Regions from separate parts of the Mus musculus genome. Here region 1 is linked to region 2. The links are chromatin contacts, called in public HiChIP or PLAC-seq maps. All regions are on one chromosome and are shown on one strand. Each heading gives the region's core, a stretch centred on a gene start, on an enhancer-like site or on the middle of the called end of the contact. The rest is flanking DNA. Distances are from core to core; before and after follow the strand shown.

Region 1 (6,185 bases), core at 3,330-5,829, 150 kb after region 2:
AAATCAGGAATCAATCCTGCCTTGCCTGGATGCCCAATACAATGAACAAAACACAAAGATTTTTTTTTTCCAAAGGCAAAAATAAAGAGAAACAAAGAAACAGCCTGGTGTGGGGAAGCAAACCTGTAATCCTAGACTGGGGGTATGATGGGGGAGCAGAGACAGGCAGATATGTGAGTTCCAGGCCAGCCAGGGCTACACAGGGTTTCTTGTCCCTGAATAGCCGAGAAGACTAAAGCAGAGCCAGGCCCTCAGAAGTCCCACACCCTGCATCTGAGAAGCCAACAGAGGGCGCCAGAGAGCAGCCCAAGCGCCACCCAGCACATGTAGCTGGCTGTCTTCAGGGTTATACTTGGGGGATGAGCCTGGGGTAAGGACAGGGGAACCCTGGGACATAATTTACTGGCATCTTGGAAGACAGGAGAAGCTAGCCTGACCAGGAGCTCCCAATTCTCTTAAGGCTGGGATGCAGTGGAGAGCCAGCCACCTTGAATTCACAGAGGGCAAGATAAAGAACACCAAATAAGTCTGGATAAATGGCAGGAGTCTACTTATGCTGTACCCAAACAAAAGCAAGGTGCGGGCAGGACACACAGGTGCTGATACCAGCATCAACAGAAAGGGCACGGGAGTAATGGGACATTCCACAGCAACCGTGGAGGACAGCAGCAGGAGGAGGGGGAGGGCCATCAAGATGTGCAGGGCTCAGCAGAGGGTGAGACCCTAGTGAGTCAGCAGCCCAGACAGGAGATGAACACCGAGACAGACTGGAACCCAAATGACCAACAAAGCGCTAATGCAGCTACTGAACAGACACAACCGAGAACCAAGCAAGACAGAGTGATGGGCCGGGCGTGGTGGCGCACGCCTTTAATCCCAGCACTTGGGAGGCAGAGGCAGGCGGATTTCTGAGTTCGAGGCCAGCCTGGTCTACAGAGTGAGTTTCAGGACAGCCAGGGCTACACAGAGAAACCCTGTCTGGGGTGGGGTAGGGGGTGGGGGTCTTCAGCGAAGGCGGGGGTAACCTATTCACAACAGACAGACAGGAAAGAGCAAGGCACAGCACAGCACTTCCCGGAAGGAGGGCAGTAAGCATGACCGGGAAGTGCTCCTACAGGCTGAATTTGTCAGCAAATTCAACCTAAGTAACTCGCTGGGCTGAGGCCGCAGCATAGACGGTCGAGTGCCACACGTGCGCAAGGTCTCAGCTCCCAGAACCACACCAACAGGACCTGGGGCGCGCATGTGTACGCCCATGGGAGCAGGGGATGTCTCCCGACCTTTTCATCAGCAGCCTACTCTGCTGTGTCCATCTAGCCTGCATGGGAACGGCCTCTCCCTGATCTGGGCCTGATCTCTGTTCCTCCATCTACTCTCTGAGCAGCAGCCTGAGTGACCCCGGAAAGCACAGACCAGATCCTGCCGCTCTACTCAAAAGAGCTCTACTCAAACACAGCAGTGGTCGCACTCCTTACAGAAGGACATGCTCTAAGGGCTCCGCCCCCAAGGTCAAGGTCCCAACTCTCATCAGTTGCTTCCATTCTAACAGCACCCCATGGAGAACTTTTCTGGTTTTCTACTAAAACTGGCTCCCCACCCATCCCCCCGCTAGTCTGAGAGTGGGTGTGTGGATTCCCCCCGCCCCCCAGTCTGAGAATGGGTGTGTCTCTGCTCATTTGCTCACAGCTATATCCCTAGAGCTTAGGTCACGGACACAAAGCAGGCTCACATCTATCTGGTTTTTTACTATTTTTGAGACAGGATCTCTCTGTGTAGTTCTGGCTGTCCTGGAACTCACTCTGTAGACCAGGCTGGCCGAGAACTCACAGAGATCCACCTGCCTCAGACATCTGTCAAATAAATGAGTTGGAATAAAGGAACAGTTTTATCTTCCGAGACCTGGGACCGCCTGCTTTTCACTCCTGACTGAACCGAATCCATGTCTCACTCCAGCGGTATCTTCTGCTCAGGAGCAAAGATGATTTCCCAGTGAGTTACACACATAGTAGCTATGAGGAAGACAGACACTGTCAGCAGAATCAGAGACCAGAGCCAGCCGTGTGCCTGAAACCCAGCATGTGTGAGGTGGAGGCAGGAAGAGCAGGAGTTCAAGGACACCCTGGGCTACATTGACACCCTGGTGGTGGTGGTGGTACGTGGAGCTCCTGATGCAGTCCCATGCTGGAGGTGGGGAGTGGGCGCTACTGAGTCGGTCGAGTGCTTGCCCAGTATACTTTAAGCCCTGGGTTCAATCCCCGGCACGACAAAGACCATGCATGGTGGTAGCCGGTCAAGCTGTGGCTGCCTTACCACCCAGTTCCTCCCCAATGGTGGCTTAAGTGTACCTGTGCCTGTCGGGTCGCCGCCTTGGATCATGAAGTCCTTGATGATCCTGTGGAACTTGGTGCCATTGTAGTAGCCCCGCCGAGCCAGCTCCGCGAAGTTCTTGCAGGTCTTGGGCGCATGCTTCCAGTATAGCTCCAGGACAATGACTCCCATGCTGTGGTGGGGACAGAGCCTAGATCAGAGCAGGCGGCAGCCCCCAAGACTCCTGCCGTTTGACCGTGAGAGACAGCAGCTAACTGCACCCAGAGTTCATACTCAGAAGGGAACAACCCAGGAAGCAACAAAGCCACAGCCAATCACCGGAGCGTGACACGCAGGACAGCTCTGGCATACAATGTTCCAAAGCAAAACAACCATAAACAAGCCAACATTCTAAAAGCATGTGCCGATGCTCTGAAACTAACCCCGAACAAGGGGAAAGTCCTCACATGACACCTATAGATGTAATAAAAAGACATTAAAGTATGAGTAGTTTATATACATTTGCGTCAGTCTGGGGCTTAGGCGGGGCAGAAAGCAACCAGCTAAGAGTCAGGATGTTCAATAAATATTTTCTAGCATATTTCTGATCATGTAAACATATCACCTATTGAAACCAAACTTGAATAGAAAAATAAAGCAGCCCTTGTGTTAAAGAGTGGGTCACACTGGTGGAGACGACTCAGCTCCTAAGAGCATGTCCTGCTCTTCGGGAGGACCACACTTCAGATCCCAGCACTCCACCAGGGGGCTCACAGCCACCTGTACCCCCCATCTCCATGGTTTCCAATACCTCTGGCCTCTGAACTCATGTGCACACACACATAATTAAAAGACAAATCTAGGGCTGGAGAGATGGCTCAGTGGAGAGATGCTCTCCCAGAGGTCCTGAATTCAATTCCCAGCAACCACATGGTGGCTCACAACCATCTGTAATGGGATCTGATGTCCTCTTCTGGTGTGTCTGAAGACAGGTACAGTGTACTCATATAAATAAAATAAATAAATATATCTTTAAAAAAAATCAAATCTAAAGAGAATGTGTAAAGCAAATAGGCTGGTTACTTCAAATGTCCACATACACCCATACGAGTGCTTTTATTCTCTTCTCTTAGTGCCTTTAAGGATAAAACAAGGCAGGGGGCTCCTGCTGTACATTACCCACTGAGCTCTGGGGAGAATCTGTATGGCCCAGGTTCAGGAGGTCCAGCAATGTGAGCACTCTGTAGAACTGGGAGCGAGAGCAGTGGTGCGTGCCTTCCTAATGTCTACACTCAGGAGCCAAGGGCAGACAAAATGGGGCTCAAGTCAGTAGACAGGGCAGACCAGGCTCCAAGCAGGGTTCCCTTCAATCAGTATGAAAACCAGGTTGCAGGTAAATCTATAAAATGCACCATTTCTCTGCTAAAACTGGAGGGGTGTGTGTGATACAAAGCCTTCGGGACAGGAGCTGCTAGCAATAGTAAACTGAGCGCAATCACACACAAGGGAGGCAAGGCACTAGGAGGTGGCTTAATTTTATATATTAATATAAATATAATAGAATGTTAGGTAAGCAGTCTATTCTATCCAGCCCAGCCCAGCCCCTGGACTTCTGATCCTCCTGCTTCCACCTCCAGAGTGCTAGGATTACAGGCTTGTGCAACCACACCGAGTATATATGGTGCTGTAGCCCGAGCTTGGGGCCTCGGGCATCCCCAGCTCAAAGATCACTCTTGGATTTTGGAGAAAATAAATTTTCTTCTACTTCCAAAGAAATTTGTTCAGACAACTCTACTTGTCCCGTGATGTTTACACATCTGTCTCCTTCACCATAATCCAGATTTGTGTTTTCAAAAATCCAGGTCCTACGCGCATGGCTTGTGTGATCAACACACACTTGTTGAGAAAAAAAATGAGTGAGTGAGTGAATGAATGAATGAAGATGGAAGGTGGATATAGGTAAATGAACTAATAAACGTCGTGGGGAAAGGACAGCAGATAGAAATCGTCGAGGTCTCCGGGATGTTGGAGGGGCTCCCCTGAGGTCCCTTCAGAACTTACAGGTACTCCCGGCCGCAGCTCTGTGCGTGCGGGCAACCTGCGAGTCAGGCCGGCCACTGCGGCACGAACCCGCGTCCCCTCCACCAATTCCTCCCCCACCTCCAACCCTCACCTAGTCTCCAGGTAGACGTTGGGCGGCTGCCAGGTGTCTGGGGGAATCGCCGCCATGCTGAGCGAAGGTATCCCCCCCGCTAGCAATCACTACTTCCGGCGGAGTTAACCCGGGACCCGCCCCTGGGCACACACTTCCGGTTCCCGCCGATCCGCCCGTTTGCTTGACAGGATTTAGGGCGCTGGGACAAGAATGACGAAGGATCCTTCTTTCTAGGCTGGGAAGAGGGTTGCAAGTCGAAATGCTCAGTGCAGGAACTCAGACAAGTGCAAGATTCTCCAGGGGCGATTCGCGCCACGCTCCGGAACAGTGATTGGTCTGTTTTGGCGCGGAAGGCGGGAACAACCTTCTTCACTCTGATTGGAGGGCTGGAGAATTTCCTAGTTCCCAGACTTGGGTGATGCCCCTGGCTGGCTTTGAACTCAAAAAGATCTGCCTGCTTCTGTCTGCCGAGTGCTGGGATTTAAGGCGTGCACCACCACGCCCAGCGTCTATTCCTTAAAGCAATCCTGTGGATGACAGGAGTCCCGTTTTTCAGCGGAGAAAACTGAGACTCCGCCGTTAAGTGCCACATGGCAAATCTGATCCCACAGACTCCAAAAGCAAAGAGCATGTGGAAAGAGGAAAAGGCTGGGAAGAGAGACAAAGCTTAAAATGACTGTCCCAGGAGATAGTGGTGCACGCCCCCAGCGCTGGAGCGGCAGAGGCAGGGGGATCTCAGAGTTCAAGGCCTGTACAAGGTCTCTTCTACAGAGCGAGTTTCAGGATAGCTAGGACTACTCAGAGAGGTATCCTTGGAGCTGGAAATGCAGGCCAGTTAGTAGACGGCTTGCCTAACAGGGCTTAGTGGGTAAAGTACTTGAATTTAGGTCCCTAGGACCCATGCAAATGCCAGGTAGATATGCACTTGCGGCCTCAGCAACCGGGAAAGCAGAGACCATGGGGAAGAATCCAGGGAGCTGGCTAGCCATCCAGTCTAGCCCAAATAGCTCTCTCCAAGTTCAGTGAGCCACGAGGGAAATGTATATTTTATATTGAACATCCCATAATTAACAACAAAGAAGTAGGAAAATATTTACAAGACTTCCTGAGTTCTAAGATGCATCTACCCTCCCACCCACCCACTTCCTGCACAGCAAAGCAAAAATTGAGCAAATGCTTACTCTTAACAACCTACGGCTCTTCAGAAAATTGAGCAATGCATATTAAAGAGAAGCAATCTGAACCGTAGTGTGCAAGGTACTTACTTACAGGCCAACAGAGCTGTGGGTGAACACTCTGGGGAGGCTCTCCCATTAAAGATCAGATAAATAAAAAAGACTTTAATTTTTTATTTATTTTGTGTGTGTGTGTGTGTGTGTGTATCTGGGTTTGTATGGGCACACAGGAGCCCACAGAGGCCAGAAGAGTGTGTCAGATCCCCCAGAACTGGAATTACATGCAGGCTCTAGCTGGCATATGGAGGTTAGGAACAGAGCACCTGAACCATTTCTCCATCCCTAAGAATGACATTTTTCATGATTAAGGAAAATTATTTTTAAAAACAGTCTCTTGGACCGGAAAGGTGGCTCAGAGGGTAAAGTTACCTGCTTCCAAACCTGAAGACCTGAATTCAACCTGGGACCCATACAGCAGAAGAAAAAAACTTCTCATAAGACACACAAATACACACACACACACAGAGAGACACACATATACACAGAGA
Region 2 (6,300 bases), core at 2,701-5,200:
GTTTGAGTTCCTGTCCTGACTTCCTTCCATGAACAGTTCTATGGACATGTAAGTTAACTAAATCCTTTCTTCTCCAAGTTGTTTTGGTTATGGTGATTATTGCAGCAATAGAAACCCTGACTAAGAGAAAATAACTGTAAAAATATTAAATACAACGGTTTTGTTTCTTTGTTATTTTATGGGTATGAGTGTTTGCTCATATGTATACCTGTGCCAGCAGAGGTCAGACAAGGATGTCAGATCCCCTTGTACTGGCATTTCAGATGGTCACACACTGCCACCTGGGTGCTTTGGAACCCAACCCAAGCCCTCTGCAAGAACAAGTGCTCTTAGCCGAGCTTGGTGACACACGCCTTTAATCCCAGCACTTGGGAGGCAAAGGCAGACGGATTTCTGAGTTCGAGGCCAGCCTGGTCTACAGAGTGAGTTCCAGGACAGCCAGGGCTACACAGAGAAACCCTGTCTCGAAAAACAAAACAATACAAAACAAAACAAAACAAAACAAAAACAAACAAACAGAACAAGTGCTCTTAACTGTGGAGCCATCTCTCTAGCTCCTAGGGTCTTTTGAGACAGGGTTTCACTATGTAGCCCAGGCTGGTTTCCAATTGTCTATGTAACCAAGGCTGGCCTTGAACTTTGATCCTCCTGCCTAACTATCTTAGATGGTTTATACCCTTTGAACCCACTTTCAGGGTTATCACCTCTATTTCACTGATGAAACAAACAACAAAACCCAAAGCCCCCTGTCTTAGTCAGGGTTTCTATTCCTGCACAAACATCATGACCAAGAAACAAGTCGGGGAGGAAAGGCTTACACTTCCATACTGCTGTTCATCACCAAGGAAGTCAGGACTGGAACTCAAGCAGGTCAGGAAGCAGGAGCTGATGCAGAGGCCATGGAGGGATGCTCTTTACTGGCTTGCTTGCCCTGGCTTGCTCAGCCTGCTCTCTTATAGAACCAAGACTATCAGCCCAGAGATGGTCCCACCCACAAGGGGCTTTTCCCCCTTGATCACTAATTGAGAAAATGCCTTACAGCTGGATCTCATGGAGGCATTTCCTCAACTGAAGCTCCTTTCTCTGTGATAACTCCAGCTGTGTCAAGTTGACACAAAACTAGCCAGTACACCCCCTAAAAACCATGGCCAACAAACTGAAGTCCCAGGTTCAATACTCCCAGGGAGTGTCAGAGTCTTAAGATCTATCATGAAGCCTGCTGGTCACACAGCCTACTTGATAAGCCAGAAAGGGGAAGTGGTAAGGATTCCAAGTAGGGACTCGGGGACCAACTGTGTTAAGATGAAATCTTTGACGTAACCCAGGCTTTCTCAATATTCCGGAAACGGCTGCCCAGATGCTATCTGGTTCCCATCTTCTGAGGCCCTGCTGCCCACCCAAGCTATGATAGACATATTTTGGAACTGGCAACTGGAGGAGGGGACCTAGGTTGCTCTCTCCATCATGCCCCAGAACAGATAGTGTCTGTGTCAGCGTTTACCACACTGTGACAAGAGATCACACAGCTGGGAGGGACCAAAAGTCAGTCTGGAAGCTTTGTTAGTTATTATCATTATTTCTTGGTTTTAATCCTTAGTCCCTAGCTTGCAGGAAGCCTTCTACCACAGGGTAGAAAGAGGCTCCCTCGAGTCATCCTCTGACTGCATGAGCAAACTGTGGTTTGCACATGTGCACAGTGGCAGGTCCCCAAGGATCTGGGACCAACTACATCGTAGAAGGAGAGAACTGACACCTGCAAGTTGCCCTTTGACCCCCACATATGAACCTCATGCGGCATGCATGTGCATCTCCCCACATCCTCCACCTCTCCACACATATGTACACACCCCTACACAAGTATTTGCACAAAATAAATATACACAAATATACACAAACTACATAAATTAATAAGTGTTATATAAATATATAAATGTGTATATAATATATATATGTGATATATATATATAAATATATATATATTTATATTCTTTTTTCTTTTTGGTTTTTCAAGTTGGGGTTTCTCCTGCCTCACTGGAACTCACTGTATAGACCAGGCTGGCTTCGAGCTCACAGAAATCCACCTGCCTCCACCTTTCAAGTGCTGGGATTAAGGGTGTGTTCCACCACCATCTCCTGAATAAGTGTATTTTTTTTTTAATGTCTAAAACTTCAATCTAGTAGGGATGATTATAGAATTCAAGTGCTCTGGCTTTTGTGGCCGTAACCCATCCTCCTAAGGGCTAATTCAATACAAAATCTCTTTATTTACACGGAATGGTGTCTTTCTTATGCATGAGGTTCTTACACACGTTTGAGTGTATTGCTGTCTTTTTTTTTCCTTTTCCTTTTTTTTTTTTTTTTTTTTTTTTTTAAATCTCTGAGAAAAAGCCTAGCCATGTAACCCAGGCTGGCTTTGAACTCAGATCCCCCTGCATAACTCAGATTCCAAGTGCAGCCCCAATCCCATCCTGTACCACAGGATGCTCATTCCCGTCCTGTTCTACAGCATCCTCCATCCGTCTTCACGCTCTGGTACCATCATGCTCCGGTACCACGCTGCTCTCATGATTGTTGGTCTGCAACCTATTAGCTTAGTCTGTTTCCTAAGAAGGAAGCTTGCTGCAAGCTCCCCTCCTGTCAAATATGCTGTCCTTGAGTGAGGACCTGAGGTGAGGGGGAGGGTCTTAGTTAGGGTTTTACTGCTGTGAACAGACACCATGACCAAGGCAAGTCTTTTTTTTTCCTATTTATTTATTTAATGTATGTGAGTACATTGTAGTTGTACATATGGTTGTGAGCCTTTATGTGGTTGTTGGGAATTAAATTTAGGATCTCTGCTTACCCCGGTCGGCCCTACTTGCTCGGTCCCTGCTTGCTCCAGCCCAAAGATTTATTTATTATTATAAATAAGTACGGGGCTGGTGAGATGGCTCAGCAGGTAAGAGCACCCGACTGCTCTTCCAAAGGTCCTTAGTTCAAATCCCAGCAACCACATGGTGGCTCACAACCATCTGTAACAAGATCTGATTCCCTCTTCTGGTGTGTCTGAAGACAGCTACAGTGTACTTACATATAATAAATAAATAAATCTTAAAAAAAAATAAGTACACCGTAGCTGTCTTCAGACACACCAAGATCAGATCTCATTACGGATGGTTGTGAGCCATTATGGATAGTTGCTGAGATTTGAACTCAGGACCTTCGGAAGAGCAGTTGTTGCTCTTACCCACTGTGCCATCTTGCCAGCCCCAGGGCTAGTCTTATAAGGACATTTAATTGGGGTTGGTTTACAGGTTCAGAGGTTCATCCCATTATTATCAAGACAGGAACAGGGCAGCATCCAGGCAGGCATGGTGCAGGAGGAGGTGAGAGTTCTACATCTTCATCTGAAAGCTGCTAGCAGTAGACTAGTTTCCAGGCAGCTAGGATGAGGGTCTTAAAGCCCATACCCACAGTGACACACCTACTCCAACAAGACCACACCCACTCTAACAAGGCCACACCCATTCCAACAAGTTCACACCTTCTAAAAGTGCCAAGCATATACAAACCATCACAGGGGTATTGTTCCCCTGTGGCATTTTCTGCACCAGTTGTAGCCACAGAGGCTTCTCTTGCTTGACCTTCCTACTGGGCTGAGGACACTCTGGCCTTGTTACTACAGGCTGAGTGTGATGCGCGCGCGCGCGCGTAAACACACACACACACACACACACACACACACACACACACAGAACCTCTGCTCACAACCTCTCCCCAGCCCTAACTTTCTGCTACAATTCCAGGACCCAGGGCATCAGGCAAGACAGAAGGTGCAGCCAGGGCCCCTTTCCAGGGGAAGTTCCCTAGATGAACGCAGGAGATGAGGCAGCCAGGGAACGGAAAGGGGCGATTGGGCAAGAGACAAGACTGTTGACAGTTGCAGAGTGTGTGGGCTCTGTGGGCTGAGCAGACAGTGACCTCCTCACAGGTCCGGGAGCACCAGCAAACGGCAGCCTCTGAGAGGTGGGATTTGGGACTCACCCCAGCAGGCAATGCTGCTGTGTGGAGGGGCTGGGGAGGGACAGTACGGGTCCCATGCAGTTTCTTTTCCTTCTTTCTTTCCTTCCTTCCTTTCTTTTTTTCCTTCTTCCTTCCTTCGAGATGGGGGTCTTTCTATGTAGCCAAGGCTGGCCTTGAACTCACAGAGATCCACCTGACTCTGCCTCCTAAATTCTGGGATTAAAGGTATATACTGCCAACCGACTTTTTTTTTTTTTTTTTTTTTTTTTGAGATGGGGTCTTGTGTAGCTCAGGTTGGTCCTAAACTCACTACACAGCGGAAGATGACCTTGAACTCTTGATCTTCCTGCCTCCATCTTCAGGGTGCTGGGGTCATACTTCAAAGCCCAACTCCTGTCTAGCTTCTGAGTCTCAGGAGTGCAAATTGAACTTCCGTACTCCTGTACTGTCTGACAGAGGCCCGAGCTGTATGTATTACTCCTGTGAGTGAGGAGTAGATTGTGGACTTGTGAGATGGGGCAGGTCTTCTTGGCTTCTTAGAGACTCTGTTTCTCTATCCGTTAGTGAGTGAAGCTGGGGTGGGGTGGGGTGGGGTGGGACAGGCTATTGGGACTAGGTGGCTCTCGGGTGTTGGCAGTGGGAGACCATTGGCTGTGGTTGGCTTTTCCCAAGGTAAGTTTCACACTGGGCTAACCCAGTTTCTCACCTCTCTGTGACAAGATGGTAGGGATGGGAGATCCTGTAGTCTCTGGCAGATGTCAGGTTGTGGTCCTACTGTGTTGTGGTCCTACTATGTCCTCCGTTCTTTCATTCTTACATTTTGTTTATTTTTCTTTAGCCCAGCCCCCCTCCTCTCCAATTCTTGATGGGAGGCCTCGGGGCCCTGTTCTATGAGCTAAAATCCATGTCTGTGCCATCGTGGCCAGCCATCTCTTGGTGGCTAGCAGCAGGGCTCATTGGCTTCCAAGTTTGCTCCAGGTGAGGGGAGAGGTGTAGGAGACACCTGGGGCTTGATTGTTTGACTGGTTGTGAGGGGCCTTTCATTGTGCAGGGTGTATAGGAGAATCCATCAGAAACACGGGCATGAGGCCGGAGGGTACCCTGCAGCTGACTACAGAAGGGTCTTTTGGAGTCACCAAGTGAAGGGTAAGGGTAATTGCCTAGGAGCTGAGTGTGTGGAGTGTGTGTGTGTGTGTGTGTGTGTGTATGTGTGTGTGTGTGTGTGTGTGTGTGTGAGAGAGAGAGAGAGAGAGAGAGAGAGAGAGAGGCTTTCATGGACTCACCAAAGAAGGTCCCCACTGTCTGTCAGTGACCATTCCTGCCTGTGACCAATTTAGGACATGCTATTATGGAATAGGGGTGTCAGGGTCAGTGATGGATGGCGATATCCTGACCTAGGATGACCAGTATTCTGACAGACTTGGAGGCCTCGCTGGCCTCAGGGTATAGTATGATTCCCTTCCCTAGATGTCTTTGCCTGGTGGAGCTGAGTGAGGTGACCCTAGGTACCACTTTCCTACGAAATGCCAGGGGACTTCTGGGAACACACTGCAGAGAGGTGTTCCCCACATTCGAAGAGCTTATTTGGGGATTTGAACTCCTCTGCCTCTGGAGGTCCATTACTGCAGGAGCCTCATCTGGCCAGGTCTGTGCCTTTATCCGCTCACAGGGAGTACACGGTGCTTCTGTGACTTTCTGAGCTCAGGGCCAGCCCTGGCTGCCCAGGAAGCACAGCTGGCCTGCATGTGGACAGCTCTGAAGTCTTTGTCCCATCCAGGGCTGCTTCCCTGGTGTGTCCGCTTCCTTACAGAGTCGTGGTTCCAGAAACGGCCCTGGGGAGGTCCGTCCTGGGTGAGACAGGCAGCCAGTTTCAAGGAGACTCACTCCTTCAGTTTCTGGTTGGCTCTGTGTGGAGCCCAGCTGTTACTTGGACGACTTTGAGCCTCATGCCCATCAGTGACATCATCACTGTTGTCAATGTGGCCTTTACCCAGCAGTCCCCGGGGACCCGACACCCAACTCGATCAGGGCCAACAAATATTTGCTAACTGCCAGCTGAATGCCAAGCACTGGTGTATAGTTTAGTAAAAGGTGATTCGAATTTGCAGGATAAACGAGTTGAAGACGTTTCTGAGAATGGAAATTGAGAAAGTGGAACCAGAAAGGGGGTACTCCTTGCTGGGGTGGCGTGGTTTTAACTTTAATTTTCTTGCTTGAGCCTCACATGATTCTGGTGGTAAATGTTACTCTGATTTTTGCTTTTCCTTAGCTTGTATGTGAGTGTGTATGTGTGTGTGT

What was found. HiChIP or PLAC-seq counts read pairs in DNA pulled down with a chosen protein or histone mark.
Region 1: an H3K4me3 HiChIP or PLAC-seq map of bone marrow-derived macrophages shows a contact between it and region 2, with 3 times the contacts expected there. The contact joins the promoter of Ppil1 here to the promoter of Rab44 in region 2. A contact is called at or near these places in 1 of 39 promoter capture datasets (pre-B cells), 4 of 484 Hi-C or Micro-C datasets (the CH12 cell line, embryonic stem cells and liver), 4 of 115 datasets of contacts at active chromatin or transcription factors (the HPC-7 cell line, bone marrow-derived macrophages, embryonic stem cells and 1 more) and 3 of 9 other capture datasets (adipose tissue, liver and pancreatic islet).

What each region holds. Positions count from the first base shown.
Region 1 is chr17:29,259,392-29,265,576 of GRCm38.p6, forward strand. It overlaps Ppil1 (peptidylprolyl isomerase (cyclophilin)-like 1), which reads right to left and starts at 4,580. Exons shown (of 4, transcript NM_026845.4): 1 at 4,481-4,580; 2 at 2,346-2,500. The coding sequence starts at 4,536.
Region 2 is chr17:29,110,231-29,116,530 of GRCm38.p6, forward strand. It overlaps Rab44 (RAB44, member RAS oncogene family), which reads left to right and starts at 3,951. Exons shown (of 14, transcript NM_001364848.1): 1 at 3,951-4,005.